Linked DNA regions of Triticum aestivum: region 1 is linked to region 2. A link is a contact called in public Hi-C data. All regions are on one chromosome and are shown on one strand. Each heading gives the region's core, a stretch centred on a gene start, on an enhancer-like site or on the middle of the called end of the contact. The rest is flanking DNA. Distances are from core to core; before and after follow the strand shown.

Evidence for each region. Hi-C and Micro-C count contacts between places; a contact is called where the count stands out from the background.
Region 1: a Hi-C map of leaf shows a contact between it and region 2, with 4 times the contacts expected there. The contact joins the promoter of LOC123165175 here to the enhancer-like site in region 2. A contact is called at or near these places in 2 of 5 Hi-C or Micro-C datasets (both in leaf).

Annotation. Positions count from the first base shown.
Region 1 is chr7D:65,978,846-65,983,825 of IWGSC CS RefSeq v2.1, forward strand. LOC123165175 (disease resistance protein Pik-2) reads left to right here and starts at 2,182. Exons shown (of 10, transcript XM_044582803.1): 1 at 2,182-2,292; 2 at 2,418-2,504; 3 at 3,049-3,111; 4 at 3,197-4,143; 5 at 4,493-4,980. The coding sequence starts at 2,197.
Region 2 is chr7D:65,796,096-65,800,558 of IWGSC CS RefSeq v2.1, forward strand. No RefSeq gene overlaps it. Among protein-coding and RNA genes, the nearest start is that of LOC123169860, 5.1 kb to the right of the region's middle. Within about 2 kb of position 3,141, at least 3 of the 8 cell types and tissues checked have an H3K27ac peak or open chromatin away from gene starts, as enhancers often do. A contact at or near this core is called in leaf, where this site is marked.

The DNA.
Region 1 (4,980 bases), core at 932-3,431, 180 kb after region 2:
ACATCCAATGCAAATTTCCCTTGTTCACTCTTACCAACTTCATTATACACACGAACTCTAGTGCCTAAAAATAGAATAACTGAAAGTGATAATGACATTTAAATGGTTGTTGTGAACGTGACAAGAAAAATGGAGTTGATACCTTGTGATGTTACAGGCTCTACAAAGTCAAAAATACCAACAACGATGGCTACTAAGTAAGTTGGCATGTGACGTGTTGATTATATATTTGACCAACGTCATTTATAATCATATGTCACACTTCACTTAAGTGGCAAGTTTGACAGTATCACGTGGCTCATGTTATATTTCTGACTAACGTTGTTTATAATCATTTGTCACAATTCATTTGTTACCCAATAATTCTTTGTGCTTTTATTGTTCTAGATAAGATTAAATAACATTTTGGTCACTTGGACTTGATTCAGGGGATAAGCAACTCATCCGGCCACTCCCATCGCTTCTCGACGCCGGCCATGGCGCCTAAGAAGAGGCCGTCTGCAAGAGCTTTTCGCCGTGCTCAAGATCGATGGGAGGAGACTGTCAGCAAATTCTGCAAGGGAGATTCAGAGAAAAGGGCAGACGTAGAGGAGATCTGCAATAGGTTTCCCAGCTTGCAGATGTGCGTCGACCACGCTAGGGGCCTCATCGCCGTGGCTACGGATGATGAGAAGAAGATGATGTTCCCCAGCGGCCGTGGAATTCCTCATGTCGCTATTTTCCTTTGGGCTATGAATGAAGCGGAAAACTCACCAGATCCGCAGCGTGCTAGGTGGTATGAGTACCGCTCCCGCCGTCGCGCCCCTCCAGCTCCAGTAGAAGATCTCGTCGGCGTCGTGGTCGATGTACCAGCTGCAGTGAAACAGGTGATTGTCCACTCTGACAGCGAGGGAGAGAGCAATGAAGATGAGGAGGAGAAGAAGGAGGAGGAGGAGGAGGAGGAGGAGGAGGAAGAGTCCAGCAAGGGGGAGGAGGAGCCAGGTGCAGACGTGGTGGTGGAGGTGGAGGACGACAACGAGCAGGAGCAGCTGGTGGTGGAGGTGGAGGACGACAGCGAGGGGGAGGTGGCGCAGCAGCTGCAGCTGCCTGCTGGCGACGACCTGTACATGGTGGCGCCGGGGATCCCGCAGCTCGGCGACATGAGCATGCCAATCGAGGCGGAGACCCACATCCGCATCGGCATTCGCCACTCTAACCGCATCAAGAAGATGAAGGAGATGCAGAAATGAAGAAATGCGGTGAGTGTCAGTTAGATAAGTGTCAGTGTTTATGTTCAGTATGCTGAACCTGTTATGTACTGCAGCTGTTTAAGCAATGTCAAGTTGTTATGCACTGGAAGTGAAGTTGTTATGCAATTAGATGTTTAATTAAGTAGAAATGTTTTCCTCTATGTTGCATTCCACAAAATTATAGTAGCATAAGAGAGGACACTTCTCTCTATATGTATAGTAGCTAGCGTCGAGCAAGCATAGAGATAAGAGAGGACACTTCCCTCTATTAGCTAGCTAACACAATATGAAACTAAATTAACCCTCCAAACCTCCCCCCTTTCCAAAACAAAAACAAAAACCCCAGCTCTTGCCAGCTGCTGGCGCGTGAAGGCATATTGATCCGGGTTGGTATTACCAACCGGGACTAAAGGTCCTCCTGCCTGGGCGCCCCGCAGCGGCCACGTGGAGCCCTTCTATCCCGGTTCGTAAGTGAACCGGGACTAAAGGGTTTGGGCTTTAGTCCCGGTTCCTGAACCGGGGCTAAAGGGCCTCTGGAACCGGGTCAAATGGGCCGTTTTCTACTAGTGTTATAAACAAATTTCTCATCAAAATATAAGATAAATCACGGGCATGATTTGATAAATATTTGTTTACACAATCACATTAATATGGGCAGGTTTTATATCCCGTTGCAACGCACCGGCGTTTTTAGGAATATAATAGAGATGGTTGTGTGCATTGGTCGATGCAGAGTTAGGGGTGATCCTCCATTTCGGGAAAAAAATTATGTGTCTTTTTCTTATTTTTCCTTTATTTTTTTCACAATGTCTATGGATTATACCAGTTTCTGGACATTATTAAGTTTGGAGTATCTAGTTTTGTCTCCAACTCCAAATCCTACCTTTTTCCACCCGAAAGAAAAACCGCACACACGGACACGTTAGTGGAGGCTGCTTGCTGCTAACACGCGGAAACATGAGACGAGATGAGACGACCGCAAGTCGTTCCGGGTCTCTCTGCGGCGACTAGACTACAGTGGGTCTCCTCCCAATCTGCGACGGCGACGGCGACAGCGCCAAAGGTACTCTTGTACTCGTCTCCTTCCCCTCCTCTGGTCCATACATTTCTTTCGATCTAGTTAGCGCACACCTCTCTTCTGTTTCCCATTCTTTTTGGTTTTGAAGTTGCAGAGTTCGATCTGTTCAGCATTCGCTCAGCAGCGGTGAAGAGTTGCTGTTCGGTGTTGCGGATGATGCTCTTCTTCAGCTCCTGCTCTTGATTGAGCCAAGCCAGGTGATGCATTCTTTTGTGCCGTCCGTCACAACTTCAGCTTTTGCTCATCCTGAAACCGATTGTTTTCCTATTACAGCCGTGCGTGTAGATCCAGAGCAAGGGGAGGGTCAGATCTTGCTCGATCTGTTTCTCCCCTCCTGGTTAATCTCTTGTTTGCTATATACGCTATTTTTATGCAAAATCTGGTTCCTGGATATTTTTACTTTTACTCTGTAATTATATTATTGTGAAAATGTTAAGTATGTACATCAGGAAAAGAAAAAGGAATAATAAGTAAGATTAAATAAAGTAAAGAGAATAAATGGTCAGTGGTCAGAGCTTAGTATCTATCCAAGCTCGGAGGGATGCTGCATTTTTTTTTCTTTTCACTCTGTCCAGCTTTTCCAAAATAAATAAATTAGTAGTACCGTGAGCTGTTACTTTCACGCACCTGAAATGTCCAGCTTTTGCTCATCCGGTGGTCCTCTGAAAACAACTACAGTAGGATTTTTGGTTATTCTGATGTGAATCTATGATGTGCAGAACTGGATCTTTTCTTCACTAGTTCACCTTGCGTAACTGTTGCAAAGGACTTAGCACATTGGATTTGAAGGAGCTGTCATTCAAGGTACTCTTCTTCTACTTCTGCTTTGGAGGAAAGCAATGCATAGGCGCATAGTGTACTGTTACTTCCACCGACCAATCAAGTTCAGGTTTTCCTCATTCTGTCTTCTGAAAAACATAATGTTTTCATTGCAGAATTTCACGGCAAGGACAAAGCTGTAGCCGTCTGTAGATCCAGAGCAAAGGCAAAAAAAGGTCGAGATATGGAGGTCGCTGCTGGGGCGATGGGCCCCGTCATCCGTAAGCTCGGCGAGCTGCTCGTCGGAGAATACAACCTAGAGAAGCGAGTAAAGAAAGGCGTACAATCGCTCCTAGACGAGCTGGAGATGATGCACGCCGTACTTCGCAAGGTTGGCGAGGTGCCGTCGGAACAGCTCGAGGAGCCGGTCCGGATTTGGGCTGGCAAGGTGAGAGACCTGTCTTGCGACATGGAAGACGCTGTTGACGACTTCATGGTGCGTGTGCATGAGGGTTCAAGCAGCAAGCCTACGAACATGAGGAATCGAGTCAAGAAGTTTCTCAAGAAGACCACCAAACTGTTTGGCAAGGGCAAAGCACTTCATCAAATCAGTGATGCCATCAAAGAAGCTCAGGATCTTGCCAAGGAGTTGGCGGACCTGCGTAGAAGGTACGAGCTTGACACTCGTAGCACTAGCAATGGTGCTACCATTGACCCTCGTGTGTTAGCTCTGCACAAAGATGTAGGGGAGCTTGTTGGCGTTGACCGCACAAGGGATGAGCTTATCAAAACACTGATTTGTGAGGATGGGAGTTCCAAGGAGCAATTGAAGACGATCTCTATTGTTGGTGTTGGTGGGCTGGGCAAGACTACACTCACCAAAGCAATTTATGAGAAGATCAAAGCCCAGTTTGAATGTGCGGCTTTTGTCCCTGTAGGACAGAACCCTGATATCAAGAAAGTTTTCAAGGACTTACTCTATGACCTGAACAAAGAAAAGTTCAATGACATTCATAATACATCAAAGGATGAAAATCTCCTCATCAAGGAAATCAGAGAATTCCTTGTGGATAAGAGGTATGCACCACGTAGTGCTTGTCTGTATATATTTCAGAACAAGTAGTGAGATATATACCGAATTTCATATCTTCATTTCCTTGTTTGTTATATTTTTATATCTGTAGTAGTCCATTTCTTTTTAAGCAAATTCGACTTCTTTCTTTTTTGCGCAGTTGCCTTATTTTTGTTAGTCCTGTATACTTTTAAGCAATTTCTGTTGCATTTCTTAATATTTTTGCATGCATATCCTTACTGGTTATATAACCCCATGGTTTGCTTTAGTACCTTATAGTTTATCCTTTTTACAAAATTCAGTTGTACTATATAGATGACTTCCCAACTAACTCTATCAAAATTATTGGCATAGGTACCTTATCGTAATTGATGATATATGGGAAGAAGAAATTTGGAGATTTATAAATTGTGCTTTGTGTAAAAACAAACTCCACAGTCGGGTAATCACGACAACTCGTAATGTGAGTGTGTCTGAAGCATGTCTCTCTTCCAGCGATGACATGATTCACCAAATGAAACCTCTTTCTGATGAAGACTCACAGATACTCTTCCATAGAAGAATATTTCAAAGCGAGGAGAAATGTCCAGAAGATTTGCAAGCAGTATCAAGAGAGATACTGAAGAAATGTGGTGGAGTACCATTAGCCATCATTACAATAGCTAGCCTTCTAGTCAGTAACCAAAGGATAAAGCAGAAAGAAGAATGGATGCATGTGCACAGTTCGATGGGCCGTGGAGTTACAGAAGGTGGTATTGTGAAGGACATGAAGAGGATATTATCACTCAGCTATTATGATTTGCCATCCCATCTAAAGCCTTGTTTATTATATCTAAGCATCT
Region 2 (4,463 bases), core at 1,891-4,390:
GGTATCTCTGGGCCCACTCGGTAGGACATCATCATAATGTGCACAATGTGACCAAGGAGTTGATCACGGGATGATGTGAGTTACGGAACGAGTAAAGAGACTTGCCGGTAACGAGATTGAACAAGGTATAGGGATACCGACGATCGAATCTCGGGCAAGTAACATACCGATGGACAAAGGGAATTGCATACGGGATTGATTGAATCCCCGACATCGTGGTTCATCCGATGAGATCATCGTGGAACATGTGGGAGCCAACATGGGTATCCAGATCCCGCTGTTGGTTATTGACCGGAGAACGTCTCGGTCATGTCTGCATGGTTCCCGAACCCGTAGGGTCTACACGCTTAAGGTTCGATGACGCTAGGGTTATAGGGAAAGCATGTACGTGGTTACCGAATGTTGTTCGGAGTCCCGGATGAGATCCCGGACGTCACGAGGAGTTCCGGAATGGTCCGGAGGTAAAGATTTATATATGGGAAGTCCTGTTTTGGTCACCGGAAAAGTTTCGGGTGAAATCGGTAATGTACCGGGACCACCGGGAGGGTCCCGGGGGTCCACCAAGTGGGGCCACCAGCCCCAGAAGGCTGCGTGGGCCAAGTGTGGGAGGGGACCAGCCCCAGGTGGGCTGGTGCGCCCCCCCACCAAGGCCCAAGGCGCATGGGAGAGTGGGAGGGGGCAAACCCTAGGTCCAGATGGGCCTTAGGGCCCATCTAGTGGGGCGCCTCCCCCTCTCCTCCCCTTGGCCGCCCCCCTTGATGGGATCTAGGGCTGGCCGCCTCCTCTTGGGGGTGGAAACCCTAAGGGGGGCGCAGCCCCCTTCCCCCCTATATATAGTTGAGGTTTGGGCTGCCCAAGGACACGAGAACGTCTCCTTTTGGCGCAGCCCTACCCCTCTCCCTCCTCCTCCTCTCCCGCGGTGCTTGGCGAAGCCCTGCGGGATTGCCACGCTCCTCCACCACCACCATGCCGTCGTGTTGCTGCTGGATGGAGTCTTCCCCAACCTCTCCCTCTCTCCTTGCTGGATCAAGGCGTGGGAGACGTCACCGGGCTGCACGTGTGTTGAACGCGGAGGCACCGTTCTTTCGGTGCTTAGATCGGAATCAACCGCGATCTGAATCGCTACGAGTACGACTCCCTCATCCGCGTTCTTGCAACGCTTCCGCATCGCGATCTACAAGGGTATGTAGATTCACTCCCCTTCCCCTCGTTGCTAGATTACTCCATAGATTGATCTTGGTGTTGCGTAGAAAATTTTGAATTTCTGCTACGTTCCCCAACAGTGGCATCATGAGCTAGGTCTATGCGTAGTTTCTATGCACGAGTAGAACACAAAGTAGTTGTGGGCGTCGATGTTGTCAATTCTTCTTGCCGCTACTAGTCTTATCTTGTTTCGGCGGCATTGTGGGATGAAGCGGCCCGGACCGACCTTACACGTATGCTTACGTGAGACAGGTTCCACCGACTGACATGCACTAGTTGCATAAGGTGGCTAGCGGGTGTCTGTCTCTCCCACTTTAGTCGGAACGGATTCGATGAAAAGGGTCCTTATGAAGGGTAAATAGAAATTGGCATATCACGTTGTGGTCTTACGTAGGTAAGAAACGTTCTTGCTAGAAACCTATACAAACCACGTAAAAACTTGCAACAACAATTAGAGGACGTCTAACATGTTTTTATATTAGTTTACGGAGGCAGTACTAATCTAATCTTCGAGCACCGCGTGCGTTAATAGTGACGCCTTCTTTTTGGGTTAAGTATTGAGCTGGAGGCCTCCCACTGGTGGAGGAGGAGGAGGAGGGCCAGATCGATTGGGTAGAGCGGAAGCTTGCTCTCTCCTTTCTTCCTCTCGCATGCATGTGCCACGTCGAGGGCTTGTTCGTCACACGATTTGCCCTTTGTCTGTGTATGAGACAAAGACGCACACATGCATGCACCTTCCTGTTGCCTATGGTTTAAGCAATTGGTCGGCATTGGGTGGAAAGGTTTGGCATTTTTATCTTCCTACTCATACTCAATATTTCATTGCATATTCCCAACATCACTGTGTTCTGTTTTGTAGTTGTACGGTTACAGATTATTCGCGAATGAGTTTGGATTTGTCACCGAATTCAAAACTCCCCGTCCATGCAGAATATGCCTGTGAGTCGTTTTGCTGCTGGCAGCCGCATGCTATAGTGGTTACACGGTTGCGCCTCCCTTTCGCCGTGCGGTTTATGAACGAAACCTCAAAAGCAGCCGCAGATTCCCAATTCTCCATTGGTGAAAACATATTCTGTGAGAAGTGATTCCAGGTCAGATCGCCGATGGATAGATGCTTGCTTAATCATGTGTGGGGGATCATCAGTGGGCTTCAGACGAGATGCCATCCCCGCAAAGTGATTAGCAACTAGATCAGCATCTTCTGACGTATGATCTGGTAATATCAAGATAAGATCTTGCCAGAGTAAACAAATGCGGCTTCTACGTCACTTGCTCGCAAATTGTCTTCGATGACAGTGGAGAACAGCTTACACTGACGAGGATCTGACTTATATATATTAGCATATAGAAATGGCTAAACATGTAGTGTTTGGGCACTTAGTGGAAAATGACATTCTTCCATTGATACTCCCAAAGTGTCTTGGTAAAATAATATCATTTGAAACCCATGCATGCATATAGAAATGGCCGTAACAACGACGTGCGCGCGCGGGCTCGACTCTACATCTGACAGCATGGTGGCATGCATTCAGCGAACACGTAAACCACAACCTGTGATTACGCTAATCAATCAACCAATGCAAGTGCACTCTGTTACTTTACTGTTTATGACAGATACTGTCCATTCATCCGTCCTCCCTCCGTTACAGCGTGGCCGTTCGTCGCCAGACCTACAACATGGTTCCGTTTTCATCTACCGAAGTAGCTCCTTGATTCCACTAATTCCACCTGGACAGCTGCTGATCGGCTCTGGCTCAGCCACGCACGGCATGCAGCGGATCCGATCACCTCATCCACGCCGACAACGACGGTGGCTAGGGCTCGGCCGGGGACAGACGTGGCGCGCGAACGCCACCTCCACGTGATCTGACCCGAGCCGATAAGACGGCGACCGGCCGGCCTCCCGCGCCCCTACGTACGTCGCTCTCCCTCGCTCCGTGTGGCTAGCTGCCGGTCCTGCTCCAACGTTGAAAACCTAGCGATCTTTTCCATGGCGCCAACGCTGTCCACTGCGACGACGATCCACCCCCATGTCGCTGTGCTTCGGCTCGCATAAAGAAGCTGCGTTACACCATGGACCGGCGTCGCCGTCGCGCCAAAGGAAGGAGGACATGGCCGCGGGCGGGACCGATGGATGTGAGCAGGTGATCGCCCATCATCGATCCCTACTCGCGGAGAGCGACGGCGTGCGCAGCTGGCTTGGAGAAAAGAAAGCGGGAGAGGAATCGCGGAGAGCGACGGCGTGCGCAGCTGGCTTGGAGCGGGAGGGTTCGCGCGCGTTCGACTAGTCGCTTGCGCCTTACGAGTGCTGCTTTCGACCTTTGCATTCGCCGGAGGTCGGCAAACGAAAAGGGCCGGCTAGGGGCCAAGCTAGCCGATGCAAGATACCAAGGTGTAGCTAGCTAGACAGGAGTAGCAATTCAAACAGGAGTGCTGCCCTGCTACTTGGATCTGCAACTCGACCACACTTGTACTATCGGACAAGACAAACGCATCGTACTTTCATTGAACGCGCTTGCTTCTTTCTTTGTTGGCAATCTCACGACGAGTCATTCTGGTTATACGTACGGTTGCGCCTCCGTTTCGTCGTGCGCTTTATCCGTTTATGAACCAAAGCTCAAAAGCAGCCGCAGATTCCCAATTCTCCATGCCATTCCATTCCATCAGTCGGAAATATTCTGCAAGTGCCTGCCTGCCTGCTGAGAAGTGATTCCGAGGTCAGATCGCCCGATGGATGGATGCTTGCTGGGATCATCAGTGGGCTTCAGAGGACGCGGTTCCTGCGAGCAAAAGCGCAAAGCGCGCGCAGAGGATGGGATACGACGAGGCGGCCGGCGGTCGATCCATCGGCCGGAGGACTTTGTTTGTGGCCGGCGCCGCGTGCGGATTGTACGGAGACGGGCAAAGAAGTCGCATGTGCATGTGCATGTGCAGCTGTGCATGCACGCACCTTGCTCGGAAAGGAGAAAGGGTAAAGCCTTTGATTGCTTGCTTGCTATAGGTGCTGCTAGTAGCTAGCTCTGCTGGCTTCCAAATTATTTTGGACCGCTCATACTTCATTTTGTTTCAAGGGCAAATTTTTCCTAGCTTGATTTTTTTATTTGGTGTTGTAGCTTGCCTTTTAATTAGAACGATTGATGTCATCCATGCATGAAGATAATAAAGATACTCAATCGCTACTAAGGAGCTAGATTGGCCTCTGCTGCGTAAATTTAGATTGATATCCGGATAAGATCGGAGCAGAAAAAACAAATGTGTAT